Linked DNA regions of Sus scrofa: all the other regions are linked to region 1. Evidence: chromatin contacts called from public Hi-C and promoter capture Hi-C data. All regions are on one chromosome and are shown on one strand. Each heading gives the region's core, a stretch centred on a gene start, on an enhancer-like site or on the middle of the called end of the contact. The rest is flanking DNA. Distances are from core to core; before and after follow the strand shown. Region 1 holds the start of SFPQ (splicing factor, proline- and glutamine-rich). Region 2 overlaps CLSPN (claspin). Region 3 holds the start of ADPRHL2 (poly(ADP-ribose) glycohydrolase ARH3). Region 4 holds the start of MAP7D1 (MAP7 domain-containing protein 1).

Evidence for each region. Promoter capture Hi-C pulls out the DNA fragments that hold promoters and counts their contacts. A called contact is a pair of places that touch in the nucleus more often than the background predicts.
Region 2: a contact with region 1 is called in a promoter capture Hi-C map of liver, with 5 times the contacts expected there. The contact joins the enhancer-like site here to the promoter of SFPQ in region 1. A contact is called at or near these places in 2 of 5 promoter capture datasets (fetal liver and liver), 11 of 47 Hi-C or Micro-C datasets (alveolar macrophages, embryonic fibroblasts, heart right ventricle and 7 more) and 2 of 2 datasets of contacts at active chromatin or transcription factors (alveolar macrophages and skeletal muscle).
Region 3: a contact with region 1 is called in a promoter capture Hi-C map of liver, with 2.1 times the contacts expected there. The contact joins the promoter of ADPRHL2 here to the promoter of SFPQ in region 1. A contact is called at or near these places in 1 of 5 promoter capture datasets (liver) and 1 of 47 Hi-C or Micro-C datasets (skeletal muscle).
Region 4: a Hi-C map of liver shows a contact between it and region 1, with 8 times the contacts expected there. The contact joins the promoter of MAP7D1 here to the promoter of SFPQ in region 1. A contact is called at or near these places in 2 of 5 promoter capture datasets (fetal skeletal muscle and liver) and 2 of 47 Hi-C or Micro-C datasets (embryonic fibroblasts and liver).

The regions. Positions count from the first base shown.
Region 1 is chr6:91,406,885-91,410,448 of Sscrofa11.1, forward strand. It overlaps SFPQ (splicing factor, proline- and glutamine-rich), which reads right to left and starts at 1,352. Exons shown (of 11, transcript XM_021095898.1): 1 at 427-1,352. The coding sequence starts at 1,239.
Region 2 is chr6:91,944,653-91,948,260 of Sscrofa11.1, forward strand. It overlaps CLSPN (claspin), which reads right to left. Exons shown (of 26, transcript XM_021095923.1): 2 at 2,731-2,929. Among named protein-coding and RNA genes, the nearest start is that of CLSPN, 22 kb to the right of the region's middle. Within about 2 kb of position 2,134, at least 19 of the 83 cell types and tissues checked have an H3K27ac peak or open chromatin away from gene starts, as enhancers often do. A contact at or near this core is called in fetal liver, liver, omental adipose tissue and 1 more, where this site is marked.
Region 3 is chr6:92,236,556-92,239,930 of Sscrofa11.1, forward strand. It overlaps ADPRHL2 (poly(ADP-ribose) glycohydrolase ARH3), which reads left to right and starts at 1,912. Exons shown (of 6, transcript XM_003127788.4): 1 at 1,912-2,161. The coding sequence starts at 1,945. It overlaps TEKT2 (tektin-2), which reads left to right. Exons shown (of 10, transcript XM_005665212.2): 6 at 1-101; 7 at 290-397; 8 at 521-664; 9 at 799-878; 10 at 1,045-1,570. The coding sequence ends at 1,258.
Region 4 is chr6:92,296,734-92,300,028 of Sscrofa11.1, forward strand. It overlaps MAP7D1 (MAP7 domain-containing protein 1), which reads left to right and starts at 1,259. Exons shown (of 18, transcript XM_021095927.1): 1 at 1,259-2,490. The coding sequence starts at 2,445.

The sequences.
Region 1 (3,564 bases), core at 102-2,601:
ACAAAACATAAGAGAGTGCTTAAGTATTAACAAGAAGGGAAAGGGACGGAAGTGTCATTGTCAACGACAAGACTTGCGCCTGCGCGCTTAGGACCGGAACTCCCTCCATCTCTCCAATCCTACATTTCACTCTGCTCTGGTTCCAAAAGTCCGCTAGTTTCAATACGGCGCACCATAGCTTAGCATCACCTTAAGGCCACCCCCGCGACTGCTGCGCCAGTCGGGTGGCCAACCACAGGGGCCTGCTAGCGGACCCACGCCATCCGCCTCCCGCTCCGGCAGCCGGCCCCGCCCCTCCTCGTCTCCCGCGCGCAGGCGCTCTTTCCGGTCTCCGACAAAATGGAGGGCGGGGAGGGGAAGGGAAGGGAAAAGAGGGGGCCGCCGCCATCTTAGAGAAACCGACGCGTAGGTCTGGGAGACACTCACCTCCGAGTCCGAGATCTTTTCCTCACTGCGGCCGCCGGGCCCGCCCGGTGGTGGCCCTTGGTGGTGCTGCTGGTGGTACGGCGGGTGGTGCTGCCGGCCGCCGCGGGGCTCCCCACCGCCTCGGTGCGGCGGTTTGGCGTGGCCGCCAGGGGTGCTTAGGCCCGGGCCGCCGCCGGGCTTCGGCCCGCCTGGCATTTTGCCGCCTTTGGGGCCGCCAGGTCCCGGGCCCTGCTTAGGTCCGGGGCCTGGGCCCCCTGCGGGTGGAGGAGGCGGGCCCCCAGCCTGAGGCGGGGTGGTGGGGACACCGCCGCTCGGCGGCGCAGGCGGAGGTGCCCCGGGGGGCGCCGAAGTGACGGCCGGCGGCGGGGTCGGGGTGGGGCCCGACCCCGTGGGGGCCCCGGAGGTCGGGGGGGTGGCGGGCGGCGCCGAACCAGAAGCCGGGGGAGCGTTGCCTACTCCGGGAGCCGGGCCGGGCCCCTGAGAAACGACGGGCTTGGACGAGTCCTGTGGAGGCGGCGGCGGCTGCTGATGCGGCGGTGGCTGGTGCGGCGGCGGCTGAAGCGGCGGCGGCTGCTGTGGTGGCGGCTGCTGCGGCGGCGGCTGTTGCTGTTGCTGGTGCGGAGGCGGTGGCGGGATCGGGGGCTTGGGACCACCCTGGCCCGGGCCGGGCCCCATAGGTCCGCGGTTCTGATTGAGGCCCATGCCTGGCGGCGGGGAGCGGAAATCGTGGAGGCCGCCGCGGCCGCCGCCCCCTCCGCGCCGGTGGAAGCCGCCACCGCCACCGCCCCGGCTTCGGAACCGATCCCGAGACATGTCTGTAACCAAGGGGCGGTCGAGGCAGAAGCGGAGAAGACGTTCAGGAAACGTGGAGGCCACCTTGCTTCTCACAAGATGGCGGATGACACAGGCGGCGCGCCGCCTTTGTCCTCCTCTTATATAGGCCGGCTGGCTTGGCCCCGCCTACTTCTGGATCAATAGCAGCAATAGCCAATTGCAATTACTGTACTTGATGACGCTAAGTTACGAGGAGTTAATCTTTCCTATTGGCTCCCGGATGAGAGGCGGGAGGCATGGAGTGGCTGAAGTTTCCAGTAAGCCAATGGGCGGAAAAGGAGTTGGCTGTAGGTGACGGTGATTTGCTGAGAGATATTTGAATGGGTTCGCCGGAGCAATTTTTCCCTTGGAAGCAGATAGCCAGGGCCCTATCAGCTCCTGGGGAGAGATGTTAGCAAGTCCTTTCTTTCTTGATTGCCCTTAAGAGCAGCCTGCTGATATCCTCCCCCAGAAAGAACCTACAGCCTCCAGCTCAAAAGCATAAATTAAGTGCCTGCTATCTTTTCTACCTTGTGCTGGGCCCATAAATTTAGAGAAAAATTTTTTTTTACCGATTTCGCACACTTGATCTTACTGATTTCATTTTGGAATCTCACTGGAGTACTGGTTTGTTCTAGCAGTAAAAGTGTCGCCATGGGCTTTAGTGATTGCTCTTTGTTCAAAAAGAAAGGCCTTGATTTTGTGTGTATACACTAATTTACAAACACATCACAGGAAGAAATGAACGTTTTTCTTAATTCTACAAACCACAAAACACTTTATGGACAGATTAAGATGCTTTAAAACTAGATTATTAATACAAAACAAATGAATCTTTCCACAGAAAAGAAACTCATGGACTGGAAGAACAGACTTGTGGTTGCCTAGGGGAAAGGGGAGGGAGGGAGGTGGACTGGGAGTTTGGGGTTAATAGATGCAAACTATTGCATTTGGAGTGGGTAAGCAATGAGATGCTGCTGTATAGCACAGGCAACTATATCTAGTCACTTGTGATGGAAATGATGGGGGATAATGTGAGAAAAGAATATGTATATATATATATATGTATTACTGGATCACTTCACACAGTAAAAATCGACAGAACACTGTATAGCAACTATAACAGAAAAAAAAAAATCATAAGAAATGTTTAAAAATGCAAATCAGGAGTTCCCGTCGTGGCTCAGTGGTTAACGAATCCGACTAGGAACCATGAGGTTGTGCGTTGGATCCCTGGCCTCGCTCAGTGGGTTAAGGATCCAGCGTTGCCCTGAGCTGTGGTATAGGTCGCAGACACAGCTCATATCCTGCGTTGCTGCCTCTCTGGTGTAGGCGGGTGGCTACAGCTCCGATTAGACCCCTAGCCTGGGAATCTCCATATGTTGCAGGTGTGGCCCTAGAAAGGCAAAAAGACAAATAAATAAATAAATAAATTTTTAAAAAATGCAAATCAGAAAAATAAAAACATAAAATTACAATATTGAATTATCTATACATATCAACGAAGGGGCAGAATCCAACTACTTTGAAGAGCATAAGCCATTTCCCTTGATACCTCTCTTAATGTCATCTATGGACCTTTGGGTGGATAATTCCTCCCTCAATAAATATTAGCTTATGACTCATTGTCGTCCTTTCTGATTCTGTTCATCACTTGACATCTATGTTCTCTACCTCCTCACCTCCAACAATCTCTTTACATCCTATATCAGCTATCCCACCCACATCATAGTTAATCCTATGTTATTGCCACAACATTCCTAAAAAGCACTATTTCAAACATCTCAACTGTCTGACATAGTAACTCTGATTTTTTTTTTTTTTTTTGTCTTTTTTGTTGTTGTTGTTGCTATTTCTTGGGCCGCTCCCTCGGCATATGGAGATTCCCAGGCTAGGGGTTGAATCGGAGCTGTAGCCACCGGCCTACACCAGAGCCACAGCAACACGGGATCCGAGCCGCGTCTGCAACCTACACCACAGCTCATGGCAACGCCAGATCGTTAACCCACTGAGCAAGGGCAGGGATCGAACCCGCAACCTCATGGTTCCTAGTCGGATTCGTTAACCACTGCGCCACGACGGAAACTCCAGTAACTCTGATTTTTTGACCTCATCAAAACCTGCAAACCATTAACTGTATCACTTTTTCATTATCTCTCATATTCTTATATTTATAACTTGTGTCACCCATTTATTTTTTGTTTTCATGTTTTAATGGCTGCACCTGAAGCATACGGAAATTCCCAGGCCAGGGATTGAATCTGAGCCACAGCTGCATCCTACTGTGGCAATGCCAGATCTTGTAACACACTGTACTGGGCAAGG
Region 2 (3,608 bases), core at 884-3,383, 540 kb after region 1:
TCTTTGTCTCTTGATTCTCAAGGTTAATCATCCAACAAGCTCTGTTTATGAAGTTGATAGAGGGAGGTGAAGGTAAGGTCTGGAGTGTTCACTTGGCAGGAATTAGCCTTGAACCTCTTCCATAAATGGCTTTGTGATTTTAGATAGGACATTTAGCTTCTCGAGCCTTGTTTTCCTTATCTGTAGTTAGGAAACATTGGATTAGACCATGCCTCTCAAATTGGCTTGATTGGCAGAGCACCTGAAAGTATAAGAATACAGGAAATAGGAGTTCCCGTCGTGGCGCAGTGGTTAACGAATCCGACTAGGAACCATGAGGTTGCAGGTTTGGTCCCTGCCCTTGCTCAGTGGGTTAACGATCCGGCGTTGCCGTGAGCTGTGGTGTAGGCTGCAGACGCGGCTTGGATCCCGCGTTGCTGTGGCTCTGGCGTAGGCCGGTGGCTACAGCTCTGATTCAACCCCTAGCCTGGGAACCTCCATATGCCGCGGGAGCGGCCCAAGAAATAGCAAAAAGACAAAAAAAAAAAAAAAAAAAAAGAATACAGGAAATACATTTCAATACTGACACATTTATTTGGGTCATATAAATTAGGAAATGTTTTCACTAGTAGGATCTATAATTATATCACAAAAAATCAATACAAAAAATTAATTATGAAAATATTGGTGTTCCCATTATGGCTCAGTGTTAACGAACCCGACTAGTATCCATGAGCATGCAGGTTCAATCCCCGGCTTCCCTCAGTGGGTTAAGGATCCTGTGTTGCCACGAGCTGTGGTTATGTCATAGACTCAGCTTGGATCCCGAGTTGCTATGGCTGTGGTGTAGGCCGGCAGCTGCTGCTGATTTGACCCCTAGCCTGGGAACTTCCATATGCCACAGGTGCTTGTGGCCCTAAAAAGACAAAAAAATTAATTAATCAATTATGAAAAAATAAGCTGTGTAATTTAACACATTCAGCCCATTCCAAAGTTCTATTTATATTTGCTTGCTGGCAGACAAACAAAAACAGATTCCAAAGGCCTAAGAAAGTTTGGAGGGATAAAGTTGAGCAAATTATGTCTTTTACTTCATCTTTTCTGTGAATTGAGAAAGTCTACCATGTTAAATTTTTAGTACTCTTCCCTGTCTGGAATTGAAGTGTGAGAAATGTTTGCTTTTCTCAAGGTCTTGGCTGCTAAATCTTCATCCCTGGAGAAGCACTGCCACCATGTGACAGGGCTTGGTCATGTCAGTCCATCTAGTGCCTGTAGTTACTCTATCCTAAAACCTTTTTCTTCTTTGCTTCATTTTAAAATTATTCAACGAATTGTTTAAATTTTCCTTTGGAATAGTGAAGTAATTACATCTTCTAGAATCTGCTTTCAAAAACAATTTTGTACTGTAATTCCATATAGTTATAAAGCTTCTCCAGGAGAATGCCTGCTTAGAGGCCAGAACTATTTTTCTTGCTTGATGTGGTGTACTCCCTGACCTTTAAAAATGGCACAGGACCTGACACATAGTGGATGCATAATAAATAATTGTTGAAAGAATGATTAAAATAAGCACAAGGAGTTCTCTAGTGGCTCAGCGGGTTAAGGATATGCTGTTGTCCCTGCTGTCGCTTGGGTTCCTGCTTTGGCACTAGTTCAGTCCCTGACTAGAGAACTTCTGCATGTCATGAGCACAGCAAATAAAATAAAATAAGCCTAAAAAATGAAACTAAACAAAATACCAGGGCCTTTTCCTGAGACGTGATAGCACACACACCATCAGCTATTTTGTAGGCAGAAGCTCCTTTACTGTAAATTTTGGCAACCTAAAATACATATCAAATATTCATCCACTCATTCAGCAAGACTTGAGTCCCTATTTTAAGCCTAAGCTAGACACAGAGAATACAAAGATAAATAAAATACAGTCTAGTTCTCAGAGAGCTTCCCATTGCTGTTTGAAGTTAGGCAAGTAAAAAGGCATGTGTAATAGAAATGTATACAAACAGCTGTGGGGGCCCTGATTTTGCCTGGGGCAATTCAGGGGGAGATGACTCCTAAACTGAGTTTCAAAGATGGATTGGAATGTTCCTGGCTGGCACGGGAAGAAGGCATTCCAGGTATGTGCAAGGGCTTGATGAAGCATGTTGTGTTGGGGAACTGAAAGTAGGTCAGGGCAGCTAGAGCACGGGGTGTGTGTTTGGGTTGTGGCGGGGGGTGGGGAAATGGCCAGAATTGGGAAGGCTAAAAGTTAAACAGGGAACAACAAGTCTGGAATGCTATGCTTAGAGCTTAGTTTTTAGACAGTCTGAATGGGCAGCTGAGGGTAGTGGTGGTGGAGGGAGTTATTAAGAAGGAGAGCAACATGGTTAGATGTATGCTTGAGAAAGATTATTCTGGCAGCATATGAAAGATGGATTGGAAGGGGATTAAACTGCAAGGAAGACCAGTTATCTAGGTGGGAGATTATAGAGACCTGAACTAGGTCAGTGATAGTAACAATAGAGAGGAGGAGATGGATTGGGGGAAAAGAGGCAAAATTGACAGGGCTTGTTGATGAATAATCTTGAGGGGCAAGGGACAGTAGAATCAATGTAAAACTAGTAACTCTCAGGTTTCTGGACTGGTGAATGCCAGACTAGGATGCCAATCACCAAAATTGAGAATACATACAGGTCACTAAATCTAAATACAGACTCACTTTAGTTTGGCACAAGTTAATGCAGAATAAAAGATTTCCCCTTCCTAGCTCACCTCTGTCTGCTCTTTGTCCAAATCGGAGCTCTCTCTCTTGGCTTTTCTGGTGACTGAAGAGGTATCCCGCAGGCACAGACCCTTCTCTTCTTTCCAGTTCCAAACTTCTATGTATGCAGCTCCCAAAACATTAACTCAGCAGCTATTAGTATCTCCTTCATATGTTTTTTCTTCAATTCCCTTTTCCTTTTCTGGCTACCTACCCAGGGAAAAAAAACATATATGAGAAATTCCTCTGGCCTGCTTTATTCAGTTTCCCATACAGCCTTATTCTTCAGTTTTTGTAAAAACTCAAGTGTTTTCACAACTCAACCCTCCCTCAAGCTTTATAGAAATTTGATGGCTTACAGTGAGAGTAGTGTTGGTTTATTTATTTATTACTTTTTTTTTTCTTTTTAGGATTGCACCCGAGGCATATGGAACTTCCCAGGCTAGGGGTCCAATTGGAGCTGCAGCTGTAGGCCTATGCCACAGCCACAGCAACACTTGATTTGAGCCCCATCTGCAACCTATGCCGCAGCTTGCAGAAATGCGGGATCCTTAACTCACTGAGCGAGTATCAAACCCACATCTTCATGGACACTATGTCGGGTTCTTAATCCCCTGAGCCACAATGGGAATTCCGAGTAGTGTTTATTTAGATATTAGCATCCCCAGCACTTGGTCAATTGTATCTCAACCACATATGCCTCAGCTAGTCTAGGGAGAATTTACCCATATATGTATGTTTGGAGGAAGGAGATTCTATCACAGAAGGACAAAGGGGATCTGCTCCACTCCTACTTTCTGTTCAGTTTCAGCACCTCCTTATGGGTAGTCTAGTGCCTGACCTTCTTCAGACAAGCCATGTGATTCAACTGTACCTAGAAGGGCAGAGT
Region 3 (3,375 bases), core at 662-3,161, 830 kb after region 1:
AGCAGTGGGATGACTTCAGTCAGTTCAACAAGAACCGGGCAGAGGCTGAGATGAAAGGAGCCGTGGAGCTGAGGGAGGCCATCGCCCTAACTATTGCCGAGGTGCCTGACCCCCTCCTGCTCCCCCGATCCTCAGTGGCCAAGGGACGGCCACAGCATGCACTCAAGCCTTTGTCTTTTGTTCCCTGTCAGCCATGTGGCATCCCACCCCTCACCTGAGCCACATCCTCAGATGGCCAGAGGCCAAAGCTTATACCTTCCCCTTGTCCTGCCTACTTCCTGTCCTTCAGACCAACAATGAACTCGAAGCCCAAAGGGTTGCAACGGAATTTGCCTTCAGGAAGCGGCTGCGGGAGATGGAGAAGGTGTACAGTGAGCTCAAGTGGCAAGAGAAGAATGTGAGCTTCTCCGCGTATCTCCTGGGGCCTGGACTTCCTGCTGTGGGATGAGGAGCCTGGGGCCTTGCCAGGAAGCCCTGGACTGGGTGCACCAGGTGGAGACCAGTCCCTCTGTCCCTGCAGACCTTGGAGGAGATTGCTGAGCTGCAGGAGGACATCCGGCACCTGGAGGAGGATCTGCGCAGAAAGTTGCAGAACCTGAAGCTATGCCATACCCGGCTAGAGACCAGGACCTACCGGCCTAATGTGGAACTCTGCCGTGACCAGGTATGAGGGCACCCCAGCGGGGCACGGGCTCCCTGGTGGAGCAGGGGTTCTGGCATAGGCCACCCCCTGGCCCATGGGCAGAAGGACAGCCTGGCTGACCTGGGATTCCCTCCCACCTGCTCCTCTACCTCCAGGCACAGTTCGGCCTCACTGATGAGGTTCACCAGTTAGAGGCAACCATTGCCGCCCTGAAGCAGAAGCTGGCTCAAGCACAGTAGGTTTGGGGAGTGAGCAGGAGGGGCGGGGAGACAACTCCCACCACCCCAGCGGCGTGCTGCCTGCTGGCTTCCCTGCTGGCTTCCTGACTCAAGGTGGGTAAGCTCAGCCCTGCCTGCCCAGCCTCATGTAGTGGTGGTGGGTTGTTAATCCTCCCTCCCCAGGGACGCTCTGGATGCCCTGTACAAGCACCTGGCTCGGCTGCAGGCTGATATCGCCTGCAAGGCCAACTCCATGCTGTTGGACACCAAGTGCATGGATACTCGTCGGAAGCTGACCGTGCCTGCTGAGAAGTTTGTGCCTGAGGTGGACACCTTCACACGCACCACAAACCGCACCCTGAGTCCACTCAAGACCTGCCAGCTGGAGCTGACCTAGCGAGGGGCTGAGAACAGAGGGGAAGGCTGGTGGGAAATGAAGTGGAGGTGGGGATAATGAGTCAATAAAGGTGGGGGGTTCTCAGTCCAGAGGGTTCTCTGCTACCCCTGTAGTTGGAGGAGCACAGGCGGGGAACATCATCCCTCAAGCTCCAAGTTCCAAATCCCACTCCTTCCCCTTTCTCCCCTCAGGGGGCCTGTCTCGACCAGGCCAGCACCCCTGGGCTCTAGCTGTGCGACCTCCAACAAGCTCTGCCCCAGTTGGACCCTAGCCTGCCCTCTGGATGCCTAGGAGAGGCCCTGAGGGGGCCAGGGTGATGGGGGGAGGGCTTGGGGATGAGGGGCACCCAGCCCTGAGTGGGGGCCATGAGCGGCGGCTGCCCTGGGAGGGCTGGGGTACCCGGGCACATAAAGGCCTCGGAGCCAGTGACCCTACAGTCTGGCTCAGTGCCCACCCCTGGGGACCCTTTAGTGGACGTCCCGTCCGACTGTGATGCCCTTTCCAGGGGTGGGGGATGGGGACTAAAACCAGAGGCCGAGCCCAATCGAACCAGGGCTGCGGGACCACCCAGGTCACTCGCGCGCGGGAATTATGACTCCGCGCCTCGGGGTGTCGCTGTGGGGCCAGGGAAGCGGCGCCGCTGGGCACGCGTCGGCCGCACCGGAAGTGGCTGCGGATCGGCGCGGATGGCAGTGGCAGCGATGACGGCGGCGGCAGCGGCCTCCGGAGGGGCAGGGGCGGCCCGCTCCCTCTCCCGCTTCCGAGGCTGCCTGGCTGGCGCGCTGCTCGGGGACTGCGTGGGCGCCGTCTACGAGGCGCGCGACACGGTCGACCTGACGTCAGTCCTGCGTCAGGTCCAGGACCTGGAGCCGGACCCCGGATCGGCGGGGAGCCCGCGGACAGGTGGGCGGGCCCGGACGCACTGGGGCACGTGGAGGCCAAGGGTCGCGAGGGACGCTGGGAGGGAGGGAACCGCAGCGGGAGTGAGTGGCCGGATCTGCAGGACTTGCGGGCACCTCGGACTCAGCTTGTTTAAATCCGAGCCCCATCTTCACGAGTCTCGCCCCAGACGTTTGCCGGTTACGGGCCTGGCAACCCCATCCTCCCGCGGTACAGGCCACGCCTAGATTGCCTTGTCCAGTAGTACACCCCTGCCGATTCGACCCGATTTACCCAGTTCTCCTGGATCAGTGCACCACCGGTCCATCTCCACGCAGCTGGGAGTGCGCATCTGAAAACAGATCTGATGGCTGCCTCCCGCGCGCGTGAAGCTCTGCAGTGATTTTCCATTACCATTAAGACAGAATCAAACTCTTTAACGTGCCATCTGTGGCCGGTCCTCCCCTGCGGCCCCAGTTTCATCTTGTACCGCTCTGCATTGCTGTCACATCGTGCTTCCTCTTGCCGAGGCCTTTGCATGTACCGCTGTCCGTTTGCCTGTAAAGCTCTCTCCCCTGGGCAGTCTGCTCATCACCCAGATCTCAGCTCAGTATCACAGCTGAGGTCAAGCAGAGAATGAGTCTTCTGGGAGAGCATATAGAATAGTAAGGGAAAAGGGCCACACCCAGAACCCTGAAGGAGGAAAAGGAGCTAGAGAAGGAAATTGTTTGATAGGAGAAGTGGGGAGATGCGTAACAACAAAACTCAAGAATTTCTGGACGAAGACACTGGTCACTGGTGTGATGGTAAAAGGGGTTAAGTCTCGGGAAATCTAGATTTAGAAAAGCATTTTCAGTAGAAAGTTGAACCTTAGAAGTTAGATTTCAGGAGTTCCCATATGGCACAGTGGAAACAAATCTGGCTAGGAACCATGAGGTTGCAGGTTGCATCCCTGGCCTTGCTCAGGGGGATCCAGCATGGCATGAGCTGTGGTGTAGGTTGCAGACATGGTTTGGATCCCGCATTGCTGTGGCTCTGGCGTTGGCCAGCAGCTGTACCTCTGATTCAACCCCTAGCCTGGGAACCTACATATGCCGCAGGTGCAGCCCTACAAGGCAAAAAAAAAAAGTTAGATTTCAGTTGTGTTTAGGAAGAATTGGAAAAGGAGAAGATAAAAGTATGGTTTGGTATGAAGAGAAGGAGAGAGATGAACTGTGGTTGAGAGTCAGACAGGATGT
Region 4 (3,295 bases), core at 9-2,508, 890 kb after region 1:
ACAACCACAAATGCCTCTAAATATTGCCAAATGTCCCTGGGGAGCAAAACTGCCTCTAGTTAAGAACCACTGAGTAGGCTAATACCCTACACTGTCTCTTTGCGGGAGCTCCTCAAAGTCAATCCCCCACCATTAGACACAATGGAGGATTTCCAGTTCTAAAGCCAATCCTTCCCCTTCCGAAGAACCTTCAGCAGCTCCCCAAGACCTCCACTGTATAGATCATGATGCCAATTGGCATTCAAATCCTCCTACATAGGCCATCCCTGGCCTATCCTTTCATTTTCAGCCATCCTTCCCCCCTCCGCTGCCCTGGAGCTCTAGCTAATGAGGGTACCTCACTATTCTCACCTATATATGTCTTTGTCCCTGCAACAGTCTCAAGATTGTGTATGGGGGTGAGGGAGAACCATCCCGGAAGGCCCTTCCCCTGTTGGATTCTGTTCCTGAATTCTGAGTCTAGTCACTGCCTGGGTCGGGGTGGGCAGGTTCAGCTCTGGAAGATGCAGGCCCTGAGGCCTCTGACCTCCCAAAGGTCAGTCCTGGGCTCCCTCATCCACAGGGTGACCTCACAAAGGACAGTCCTGGGCTCCATCATCCCCCTGGGGATCTTTATTGTCAGATAGGATGGCTGGCAATAAAGATGGGGGATCTGCTTCTCATCTTAATGCACTTGTATTTTTGAAGCTCATCATCATCACCACCCTTATTTATTCCTATACGCCAGGCTCAGTACTAAGCACTTCATCTGCGTTGCCTTAATCACCTTTACATCGACCCCATGTTCCCTCAATATAATTATCTTCCTGATTTTATGTGAGCAAACTGGGTTTCAGAAAAGTTAAGACAGTAGCTTAAGATGACCAGCTCTAGTTGCAGGCTTTCTATCATTATCCTTTGCTAATGTTTTCGGACTGGGGAAGGTAGTATTTTCCCTCCAGGGCCCTCCCAAGAAGGGTCGGGCCCCCAACTACTCATTCCTCCCAGGACAGTCAGCTCCCAGGTGGCCTGAGACTCAGACTCTTTTGTTCCCAACCCTCCGCCTTGAAATGGCTGCTCTCTGGAGCTGCTCAAAGGAGGCACTGGCGGGAAAGGGGAGGGGGACAGAGGACAGCATATCGCTGGGCCTAATCTTTGGGCAACGGAGAACCAGACAACTGACCTTCTGGAGGTCAGGACAAAGGGCAGGGATGGGGTGGCCAGGGCCCAGCTGCGCCTCCTCCTTCCTCCCCTCTGTCAATCCCTGCAGCACCATCATCGATCCACCTTCCCAGCAAGCTCCCAGCTCTCTGCTCAAGCTGGGCCTGACTCGGCTTGAGGCCCCACCTCAGCTGGCACTAGCAAGGGGATTGGGGGATCGATTCCCCAGGCCTGGGAAATAGGACTACTTTGGGGGAGGGGAGTCAGAAGGGACTTATTGCCTCCTTCCACAGGACACAGGGGAGAAAAATCCTTTCGGAGAACCTGGAGGGGTCCTCTGATGGGGCTGGGGGTGGTTCAGAGCCTGGACCACCCAGTTTGGAGCCGGGAGAGACCCAGAAGATTAGAGACTTGGGTAAAGCAGTGGTGCAGGTCTGTAATTACCCCAGAGGAGCAGGGAAGACACCAACTGTGGGATGATGGAGGAAGGGCAGGCGTAAAGGTTCCCGGGCCTCTCCCCACCCCAGCCATCACCGGGGGAGAGAAAGCATAGCCCTTTTAGGGAGCTTCTTGTGACCCTCCTTCAGGTCTCCCCACGTTCCCAGGTGAATTTATTGGAGGTGGGCTTGGGAGAGAATGTAGACTGGAAGCTGCCGCTGAGATCCCCAGAACCGGAGCTCCCAGGCTCCAGGGTGGGATTGGGGGTTCCCATCCCGGCTCCCCCCTACTCCCCTCAGTCCCAGCGGCGGGTGAGTCACCAAAGCGCTCCCTACATAGTCGGCTCACGCTGCGGCGCATACCAACGCGCGGCCGCGGGGGAGGCAGCTGGACGGGCGTTCTCCGGGTGTCGTGGCGTCCCCTCCACCGCAGCCCGCATTAGAGGCGTCCCCAGGCTCGAGGTCCCGCGCCCCAGGACGGGGGCGGGGCGCGCGCGCGGCCGCTCAGTGCTCCGGCGCTGCGGGGGCGGCTCTCCCCGCGTCGCACTTGGTACGCGCCGGCGGGGAGGCCAGGCCCAGCCCGGGCGGTACAATAGGGTTGGGCCGCGGCCGGGACTGGGCCGGCGACTGGCAAGGAGCAGAATCGCGGCCGGAGCCGGCAGACACTGGGCGGCCGGCGAGTCCGAGCCCGCAGGCCACCAGCCGAGTCAGCCTCGACCTTCTCCGGAGCTCCCTCCACCTCCGAATCGTTGCCCGCCGGGCCGGGCCGGGCGTGATGCGCCGCGGGACCCCTATCTTGGCCGCCGGCCGCCGCCGCCGTCGCCGCTGAGACCCCCGAGATACCCCCCCAGCCGTAACGCCGCAGCCATGGAGAGCGGCTCGCGTTCGGAGCCGGGTGCCGGCGCACCCCCAGGTATGCCAGAGGATAGATGGGAGAGGGGCATCTAGGGGCCTCGGGAAGGCCGAGGATGAGGCCGGCCCGCTCAGCGGGGACCCCTCCCTCGCCGCGCCCTCTGACCACTTGGAAGTTTAAAAATAAAGGCTGTGGCGGCGTCGGCGGCTCTGGGCCACAGACGCATCTTCTGACAGCTGCCCCCTCCCCCACCCCGGGCGCTGGGAAGGCCTGAGCGGCGGGGTCCGCCGGGACCCTGCTGTGGAGTTGCTGGTGACCCTTCTGCCCCCGTCCAGTGTCACCTCAGCTTCCCTGCCTCTACCCACCTTCCCAGTCCACCCCAGGCCTTGAAGATCTTCTTCTCCCGAGTGGGGCGTCTGTCCCCCTCCCCATCCCTGATGGGCACGTGTGACCCCTGCCTGGATGTGTGTGTCGGGGGTCCAGATTTTCAGGCCGGAAGCCTTGCATACCGAAGCCTAGGCCCTGGCGCCCCCCACGCCCAGGCCCTGGCCCAGACCTCGCCCCCACCCCATCCCTCCAGCTGCCGCGCAAAGGGCCTGTTGCTGCAGAGGGCTGGCCGGGAGGGGAGGCGAGGGGGAGGTCTCTAGCGGCGGCTGCCAAGTAACCCGCCGGATAAAGGCGAGGGGGAGGGGGAAGCGGCATTGTTTGGGGCGAGGGCGGGAGCTGGGGAGTGGGCTGATTCCCCTGCAGCCTGGCCTACTCTGGAGCCCACCCAGTCCGATTTGGGGAGGAGGGGGCCAGAAGTAAATCTGTCCATCCTGTCGTCCTCCTTTTCAGCCTCTCTGGGTCTGAGGCTTTCCCTGGA